Regions from separate parts of the Rattus norvegicus genome. Here region 1 is linked to region 2. The links are chromatin contacts, called in public Hi-C maps. All regions are on one chromosome and are shown on one strand. The core of a region is the stretch at or near the end of the contact, and the rest is flanking DNA. Distances in the headings are between cores, read along the strand shown. Region 1 holds the start of Incenp (inner centromere protein). Region 2 overlaps Asrgl1 (asparaginase and isoaspartyl peptidase 1).

Region 1 (4,270 bases), core at 592-3,091, 530 kb before region 2:
CTATAAAATTTGGGTTTGACCATGTCTTGACCCTGTTTTTGGGAATTTGCATGTTCCACACCCTATTCCCTGACCTCCACCCCATACGATCCTCTGAAAATCCCCCAACCCTTGAAACCTCCCTAGTTTTGTAGTTCTTGGGCTATTTAAATACCATCTTCTCTTGTATTTGATGCTGTTCTTCCAAACCCTGCTTTAGGAAGACAGCCCTGTATGACAGAAAATAAAGCTTGCTTAATTCAACTACGGAATTTGGGTAATGGGCTTTACTCTCCTTTGATCTACAGTGATGTCCTGCCTGCAGGATGTGTTGGGGCAATAGTGGCACAAACCTGTGGCAGTAACCAACCAATATCTGATTTGAGTTAAGGCCCACTCCATGAGATTGAATCCTGCTTGAGTGACCAACAATCTGAGAGACTAGATAGCTCTCAGGGACCTAGGGTTAAACTAAATACCACTGTCCTACTCCAGGAGCATAGCAATAAAACGACTCCTAATGACATTCTGCTACACTCACAGAGCAGTGCCTTGCTCAACCATCACCAGAGAAGCTTCCTCCTGCAGCAGATAGGAACAAGTACAGAGACCCACAGCCAGACATTATGCAGAGTGAGAGACTTCAGAATACTCAGTTCTAATTGGGATTTCTCCATCAAGTCTCTCCTGTCACGGTTCAGGAAACCCTGTGGAAGAGTGTGAGAGCCAGAGAGAATGGAGGTCACAGGATCAAAGCTCATATGAACTCAGAGACAGAGGGTGCATGCACAGAGTTTGCACAGGTCTGCATCAGGCTCTTGAATATATATTATGACTTCCAGTGTTTTTATGGAATTTCCGAGTGTTCAAACAAGTGGGTCTCTGATTCTTGTGCCTTCTCTTGGGCTCTTTTTTAAAAAAATCCAATTCAAATATGATAGGTTTTGTGTTATCTTATATTTTATATCTTGTTTTATTATTATTATCCCTTAGAAGCCTGTTTTGAAAGAGAGTGGATCCAGATGGAAGGGGAGGTCGGAACTGGGAGCAGAGGGAGGAGACACTGTAATCAGGATATATTATGTGAGTAAAGAGATCTATTTTCATAAAAAGGAAGGACAATTTAAAAATAAATAAAAACCCTTCTTCACCTGTTCAGGGATATTTATAGTTTCTCCCACCTCTTGGCAACTGAGAATGATTCTGTAAAGAAGGTAGAGGTGTAAATATTTGGAAATTGAGGTGTCTTATTTTACAGGTGGTGGTGACACACTTTAAACTCAAGACTTTACGTTTATATTTGGCCAGAAAAACTCTCTGTCCAATCTGGAGAGTACGTAGCAAACACTTCCGGGTGACAATCGCAGTTCTAAGGACACATTCTATAGTTATATGCCTGACTGCTCTTGGAGGGAAGGCTCTGTGAGATTTGCAATGTGTTTCTTTTTACTACTGAAAAGTAGCAGGGTCGCAAAGCTGTCATTCCGAACGCAGAACCACGCTGGACTTGAAACTAGCGAAGCCGCTAGCTCGAAGAGAAATGGGCGTCCTCCCACCAGAAGCCTGCCTTCGCAGTGCACGCTGGGACTTGTAATTCGGAGCTCCGCTCCCTCCGAGACCACACAACCACTTCCTCAACCCGTAGATTGCCGCGGCTTCCGGAAGTTGGGGCGTGTTAAAAGCCTCTACGTTCTTCTCCCCGCCTCCTAGTCCCACAGATTGACAGTAGTAAGAGCCAACAGATAAACGGACTCGTACGTCCTGTTACGTGATTGGTTTGGAGTTTTGTAACCGCCCAGACAAACTTAAGGGGAATTGGTTGAGCCACAATTTTGAAAATCGTAGATTCGCCCGCGCTCATTTCCCGGTTGGTTCTCGCCTGCGGCGAGCTCGCTGTACCGGGAGTCCTGCGGGCTTGGCTTGGCGGGAAGCTTTATCTGAGGAAGCCGCGGACTGGAATCGGAGTGGTCCGGGCAGACGTGGCGCCGCCGGGTGAGTGAGCGCGGGCGGCCGGTGTCGCAGGGTCGTGGTGCTCGTCAATTGGTCTCGGCCGCTTCTCTTCCCAGGGTAGGCCAGGGGAGTCACATTCGTCCCTCGTTGCCTGTGGTGTGGGGATCACTTCCAATAGTTCTGGGCTTGGAGATGAACTCCAAGTCCTTGCACTTGGGTCCCGGGATCCCGAGAATGGTCAGTTCTCTGCCCCACGCCGGGCGGGCCTAACACCTGTGCAGAGCCTGGGCTGCTCTGTAGATCCAGTCTTGAGTCTCTTTATGGCAACGGCTGCTCAGCTTCTTGCATCCCAGCTGAGCAGCATTTAAAAACTGTCCCAGATCCGGAGGCCGGTCCTGCTACTTATTTTGTCATTCCCTTAAGCGTAGGCTCTTGTCAGCAGCGCAGTTAAATCCAGTTTCCTGCTGCCCAGTGTTGGGATTGTGTCATTCAGAGCTTGGAGCTATTGTCCTGGAAGCCTGAGGATAGTAGTTGAAAGCATTTTAAATCCAGGCTCCGTCCTCTGATTTACTTTGTGACTTTGACCAAGATTTGTATGTGCATGGGTGTCTTGTGTGTGCATGGTTATCTTGGAGTATGTAGCAAGAAATAAATGAGAGGGTTCTTGGCATGGAGTAGGCCTCTGAATGGGAGAGCGGCTTTAGCGATCGATCTTACTGCTTGGAGGTGTGTGAGGAGAGGTGCTTAGTTAATTTTCTGCACCCCTAAAGGAGATGGCAGTGGCGGTGCTTATCTGGTGAATGGCACGGAAGAAGTGTTTGTGGAGAGGAAGTGACCTTCCTTCTCCCGGGGTGGCATTTGGTTATTTCATGGACTGAAGGTGAAGCTACCCAGGAGTCTGATTCTTGTTACACCTTCCTTTCTCAGAGTCACCTCTTCTAACTTTTCAGCGAGGGCTTGCTAGAAAGCACATTTCCCCATGGAAGAAGTGTGGTTTTGAACTTGGTGAAAGAAGCACTTACTGAGATTGTAGCTTGAACAAACATTTTGTAAAATTTCCCATTGACTACTTTCTGTTGCTCCTCTGCAAGTCTTTGGGGTCCTTGAACTGTTTTCTCTTTGCTGGCCTTGAACTGGGGTCTTGGACTTTGCCAGGGCTGTTTTCTGGTACAGGGGGATAGGGAGACTCAGTGCAAGGGCCATGCCCATGATCAGCTGGCTGCACAGTTAATGCTTTTCCCGAAAGCCTCAGTGTTCTTATCCATTTGATTTTGCCCCAGTTAGCGCTGCCTTTGGCAGTTTGAGCAGGGTGTGTATTGGCCTGTTCTAACCTGTGCCTAGTGAGCTGCTCTCACTGAGTGTCCCTGCGTGTGATGATGGGGGTTAGGATTAGTTGATGGATGGATGAATTCATTCCACAAATGCCAGACTTTTTTGTTGATGGGCAAGTCACAAGGCTCACGCTCAGAGAGCAGTGTTTAGTGGGTAGAGACCAGCAGGAAGCAAACAAGCAATCACACATTTGCTATGCCCATAACCGGAATCTGTGTGTGAGATCTTGGCTTGGATTAGAGGTCTGATCCTCCTTAAGGATCTGAAAGCTAAGTGAGGAAGCTGCACAAAATGGGAGACAGAGTTCCTAGAGGCCAGCACTTGTTTGAAGGACAAATGGGTAGTGTGCCGCATAAATCAGGCTGAAGAACGTCAAGGAAGATCCTAGAGTCACAAAATATCATGGCATTAAGTTCCAAGAGGACCAGTAGTCTGGCCCTGTCTTCCCTGACCCTTCTCTGTAGGTGAGAGGCTGAAGTATACATTCATGCTTCTTGCTTTTGAAAGTGTAGTCACGGAGGGGGCTCACTGTCCCTGCTCCTAGCTGTCACCCACTCTTGTTGTTTCATGCGTTTACCACTTGGGGTGCTGCTTATCGGGCCCCTGTTATGACAGTAACAGAATACTTCCACTTTTCTTAGGATTGTATAGCCAGGTCATAAGGCAGACATCCAGGCTCCCAGCTTTTAAGAGAGTAGGTAAACTGGCACTGCATTGTCTTTTGCTTGGTATTTATAGCCAGGTCTTCTTGAAAGCAGCACATTGCATACTCACTCACTTCATTCTCCCTTATCCATTTATAGGACATTTTGGCTCTACGAAGGGTTTTGGAGATCTCTTTGGAGAGCATGTTTCTGGACCCCTCATTTCTTATGCATTGCTGTAGAATATATAGCATATTTCCATCTACTGACCCTCCCATCCCCCAAATTAAAGACAGGGTCTCATGTAGGCTAGGTTGGCCTTAAACTAGCTATGTAGCTAAGCATGACCTTGAAATGATCCTGAC
Region 2 (4,880 bases), core at 1,243-3,742:
ATGACAAGAGCATATTTAACTTAAGTATATTAGGAACTTCCAGACTTTGTGATTGTGAATCCTTCTCCCATGTCCTGGAGCACACAAACACACTGATGGGTTTTGTTTGTTTTGTTTTATCTTTTACTTTAGCCGGCCTAATAATCAAAGTAGACCTGTGATGTAGTGCTAGTCTGCATTTCCCAAAACCATTAATGATGTTAAACACTTGTTGGAGGGCAGGGGAGAGTATCTAGTCAACCAAGCCCTTCGTCTATTCTTGTTAGATTATTTTTCTGAACTTCTGAAGAGTTCTGGGGATTCTTTTTATATTCAAGATAAAAATTTTTTGTCAAACATATGAATGTGATCAGCGAAAATGGCTCCTCCCAACTCTGCCTTATCTCCTCTGTTCCTTGTGAGTGTCTTTCTAAGAACGTGAGGTTGAGTAAAGTAGAGAGACTAGTTATTAGATAGTGATACGTTGGTTTATTTAGTGGTTCGCTTACAGCACCGCCTGAACTGCGGTTTGCCAAGCATGACTTCACTTGTTGCCTGGAACAGAATGACCTGGAGAATTAGCTGAAACAATGTGTCGTTGCCCTTAACAACCTGCTGGCTGCCATACTTCCCTCTGTAAAATCTCACTTAGCCTGTGGCCTTTTTTTCCATTACTTTTTTATTGTGGTTTTTATAGTTTAAAATGAAAATAAAATCTGAACCTGAGAGCATATAGCCTTTCAGGATCCATCCTGGCTTCAGTCCACCAGTGTTGTGGTCTCTCTTCCACTCAGTGATGTGAGAATTCTTACTCCATCAGGCGCTTGTTCTTGATTGTATAGAAACACAATGTATCCATTTTTGTTGTTGTAACAAATGCATTTTCAGGCTGAAGAGATGGCTCAGAGGTAAAGAGTACTGTCTGCTCTTCCAAAGTTCCTGAGTTCAATTCCCAGCAACTACATGTTAGCTCATAACCATCTGTAATGAGATCTGGTGCCCTCTTCTGGCCTGCAGGTATACATGCAGGCAGAACGATATATATATATATATATATATATATATATATATATATATATATATATATATATATATATATAAAATAAATCTTTTTTTAAAAAATGCATTTTCGGGGGTTGGGGATTTAGCTCAGTGGTAGAGCACTTGCCTAGGAAGCGCAAGGCCCTGGGTTCGGTCCCCAGCTCCGGAAAAAAGAACCAAAAAAAAAATGTATTTTCTGTCATAGCTTAAAGAATAAATGCCTAAACATTTTCTTTTTGGTTATCTTTTAAAATTTTAGATAGATTTTGGTCATGAATAAAATTTTGTGTGCTTCAAAATGTGTATCAAGTTTCAATGTTGTGTACATATCATTGGAAAAATATATTGGAAAAACTTTCCCTTTCTACATTTATGGAACACTCTGCCTCCCCTCCCCCAATATGTAGCAAAGTTTTGGTATTTTGGTTGGTTGGTTGGTTGGTTTGGTTTTTTCTGTGGTTTTTATTTGTACTTTATGTGTATGAGTGTTTCCCTGCGTGTATATTTGTGCACTTCATGCATGCCTGGTGCCCTCAGAGGTGAGAAGAAGGTGTTGCACCACCTAGGAATGAAGTTTATAGACAGTGGGCAGCACCATAAGAATGTTAAAAATTAAACCTGGATGTTTTGCTAGAGTAGCCAGTGCTCTTAACCACAGAGCCATCTCTCCAAACTGAAGCAGGATTTGTTTTGTTTTGTTTTGTTTTGTTTTTTTCTTTTGTTGTTTTGTTTTTCTTTTGTTTTTTAACTTTTTATTGATTCTTTGTGAATTTCACATCATGTACCCCAATTCTACTCATCTTCCTGTTCTTTCACATCTACCCTCTGCCCTTGCAACCTCCCCCCAAAAAGAAAATAAAAGACAAAAATGAAATAAAATAAAAAATAAAATGAAAGAGATCATCTCATTGTAGAAGCTATAGTGTGTCACAGTGTGCCCCAAACATCTTCACTTGCAAATGTTCATTACAGTGAGTCATTGGTCTGGTTCAAGGCCTCTGGCTTCTCAGATTCCTCTCAGAGGAATTCCTGTTGTTGCCCTGTGTCATGGAGAGCCTGAAGCTTTGGATCTGCAGGACCTCCCCTCTCACAGGCTCCAGTAGATCATAAACGTGGTAGACTTTGGAGTGGATGGACTCAAAGCCCTGGATCTGGGCCTGGGTGGTAGCTGGGTTGGTCAGCCTGCCAGCTGTCCTGCACCCACAGCACCAGAGTGAGCTCTCCAGCACTGCCCCAACTAGGTCACCCAGTGCCAAAGCTAGCAAGGGGCAGGGCCAGCTCTCCTGCTCCCCACTCCCCACTCCCAGGCCTACCCTCCTCCGACCAGGGCCAGTGCTGCTGCCCAGTGTAAGGTACAGGACCAGCTCTCCCAAGTGCCACAGCCAGTTAGGGTTAGGGCCGACTCTGCATAGCCCTTAAACATCAACATGGTCCCATGTAGCAGCCCAGACCAAGAATGTCCACACAGCCTGTGGTGATAATATGAGTCACAGACTTTGGCACAGAAGCCTTTTGCTGCCTGGCTACAGATCCAGACATGGCCCTCACAGCAGATAGGCCAAGACTTCACTGTAGCCTCAGGTAGCAGAGGACTCACATCAAGCTCTTCCCCTCTACCCTTGAGTCAGCACCACCTCTCTTCATAATGCTTAAACTGTTCAGCTCTCTCTCTCTCTCTCTCTCTCTCTCTCTCTCTCTCTCTCTCTCTCTCTCTCTCTCCCTCCCTCTCCCTCTCTCTCATCTCTCATCTCTCATCTCTCATCTCTCATCTCTCCATCACATACTTGTACATTGCAGTGGCTCTCTCCAGTCCCTTTGTGCCTCATGGTGTGGTGGCAGGCAGGCCACGTCTTCCATCTGCCCTCACCATGTGGCATAAAGCGGGATTTAATATCACTAATTCTCTAACACTCTGGGCCTCAATCACATGTCCTATAATCAACTACGACTCTACCTCAGTGGTTCTCAATCTCAGAGGTCACATATCAGATATCCTACATACCAGACATTTATATTAAGATTCATAACAGTAGCAAAATTAGTTATGATGTAGCAGTGAAATAATTTATGGTGAGAGGTCACCAAAACATGAGGTTAGAAGGTCACAGCATTAGAAGGCTGAGAACCACTGGCCCACCTGGGGTCTGTATACACTCAGCACATATTAAAGGCTCAATTTTACAAGACTCCCCCCTACTGCAGACATGAATCACCAATATGAGTTCCTGTGTTATTCATACTTCTACCCAATGTGGCTACAAACTGGGCTTCCTATTCAGGCATCAGTCATTTTTCTGATGGCCAAAAAAATTCATGGAAATTCTTCGTTTTTTATAAAGTAAATAACAAAGACTGGTAATGATGGGCTAAGCCAGGCACAGTGATGCACACCTTTAAGCCCAGCGTTCAGGAGGCAGAGGCAGGTGGATCTCTGTGGATCGGAGGCCAGTCTAGTCTACACAGTGAGTTCCAGGACATCTAGTGTTATGTAGAGAGACCTTGTCTCAAAATAAAACAAAGCAACAACAAGCAGATCAGCCAGGCAAGAGGGTACCAGTGCAAGGCTTTGTCCATTCTGACACTTATCTGCCAAGACTGAAATAAAATCCTGCCACTGAGTCTGCAGGTTCCTTTCTTGCTTGGTGCCACGTGCAAATAAGCAAACAGTTATGGGGTATTGAATGACCAGTGAGTGTAGAAAGACATTTCATGCTCTAGAGGCGTGGTTCTTCCTGAGGAAAAATTCCAGTGGGCTTTTATTAAGGCCAGGCTAGGGTATGGGGCAATGCATGCTGTCATTATAACTTTTCACAGAGAAGAGAGATCTTCATGAACCAGGCTGCCACTTCTTGTCTTCCTAATTTGGACATAGTTCCATCTGCCGTGACTCCTGTGGGTGTATGTTTCTATCATCAGAAGATTAGAATGATGCCCAGGACACCTGGAATGTCACATGATATCTAGCTGGTTTTGATGTGATAGCATAACAGCTGGGAGTATGTTACCAGCATACAGGCTTTTAACTTTAGCAAGCCTGCAGGTAGCTGACGGGACAACAGGCCACCAGTCATTTGAGAGCTCAGACTGGTTAGTCCTACAGATTCAGGACCTGGTCTCACCACACAGCATCCCACGTGCCTGTCAGAGCAGCCAGTAAACTTTGGGGAACATATTTACCAGTTTCTGATAGGAACGAACTGCTGGTGTATCTGCTAAACGTGTTTTATCATTTTTAAGTGTTTTCCCCTTACTACAAAGTTTCATGAGTTAATATATTCTTGACAAATATCTTTTATTACATACATTAATTTGGTCTGTAGATATTTTCTCCCAGTTGGGCCAAAAAAAAAAAAAAATCAAACCACACTTTCTTTCAATGAGTCCGTTTGGAATACTTACATTTTATATAGCTACTGATAAGGGCTTATACCTATCAGCTATTATGTTTTTGGGTCTATTTACCCTCATTTTCCTATCTGGTCTTTACTCCTCTGTCTGTTACTTGAGCATTGGTTTTAGAAGTCTGCTTTACTTTCTCGACAGTTTTGAGTTGTGGAGAACTTGAGGACTTTGCCCTATTCTATGTATATAACTAACTGCTACCAATAAGAAACCATTTTTGCAATGGAGGCAAAACATAGAGCTCTTACCTTTTTTATGATTAGTTGTGATAAGTTCCACCTGACAGTTATTTTCAATTTTCCTTTCTGTGAACACTGGGAACAACTTCAGGATCTTGTCATTTTTGCAACAACCACCAAACATAAACTAAGACACCAAAGAGGAGAAGGCAAGCCCGCTGTGTCGAGGGGTCCACTTAAACCCAACACAACTCAGACATCAAGTCAATGCAGATGACA

What was found. Hi-C and Micro-C count contacts between places; a contact is called where the count stands out from the background.
Region 1: a Hi-C map of the A7r5 cell line shows a contact between it and region 2, with 2.8 times the contacts expected there. The contact joins the promoter of Incenp here to the enhancer-like site in region 2. A contact is called at or near these places in 2 of 12 Hi-C or Micro-C datasets (the A7r5 cell line and Schwann cells).

The regions. Positions count from the first base shown.
Region 1 is chr1:215,972,197-215,976,466 of GRCr8, reverse strand. It overlaps Incenp (inner centromere protein), which reads left to right and starts at 1,841. Exons shown (of 18, transcript NM_001106335.1): 1 at 1,841-1,971.
Region 2 is chr1:215,446,438-215,451,317 of GRCr8, reverse strand. The region is part of intron 2 of Asrgl1 (asparaginase and isoaspartyl peptidase 1); the gene reads left to right. Among named protein-coding and RNA genes, the nearest start is that of Asrgl1, 7.3 kb to the left of the region's middle. Within about 2 kb of position 2,492, at least 25 of the 93 cell types and tissues checked have an H3K27ac peak or open chromatin away from gene starts, as enhancers often do. A contact at or near this core is called in the A7r5 cell line and Schwann cells, where this site is marked.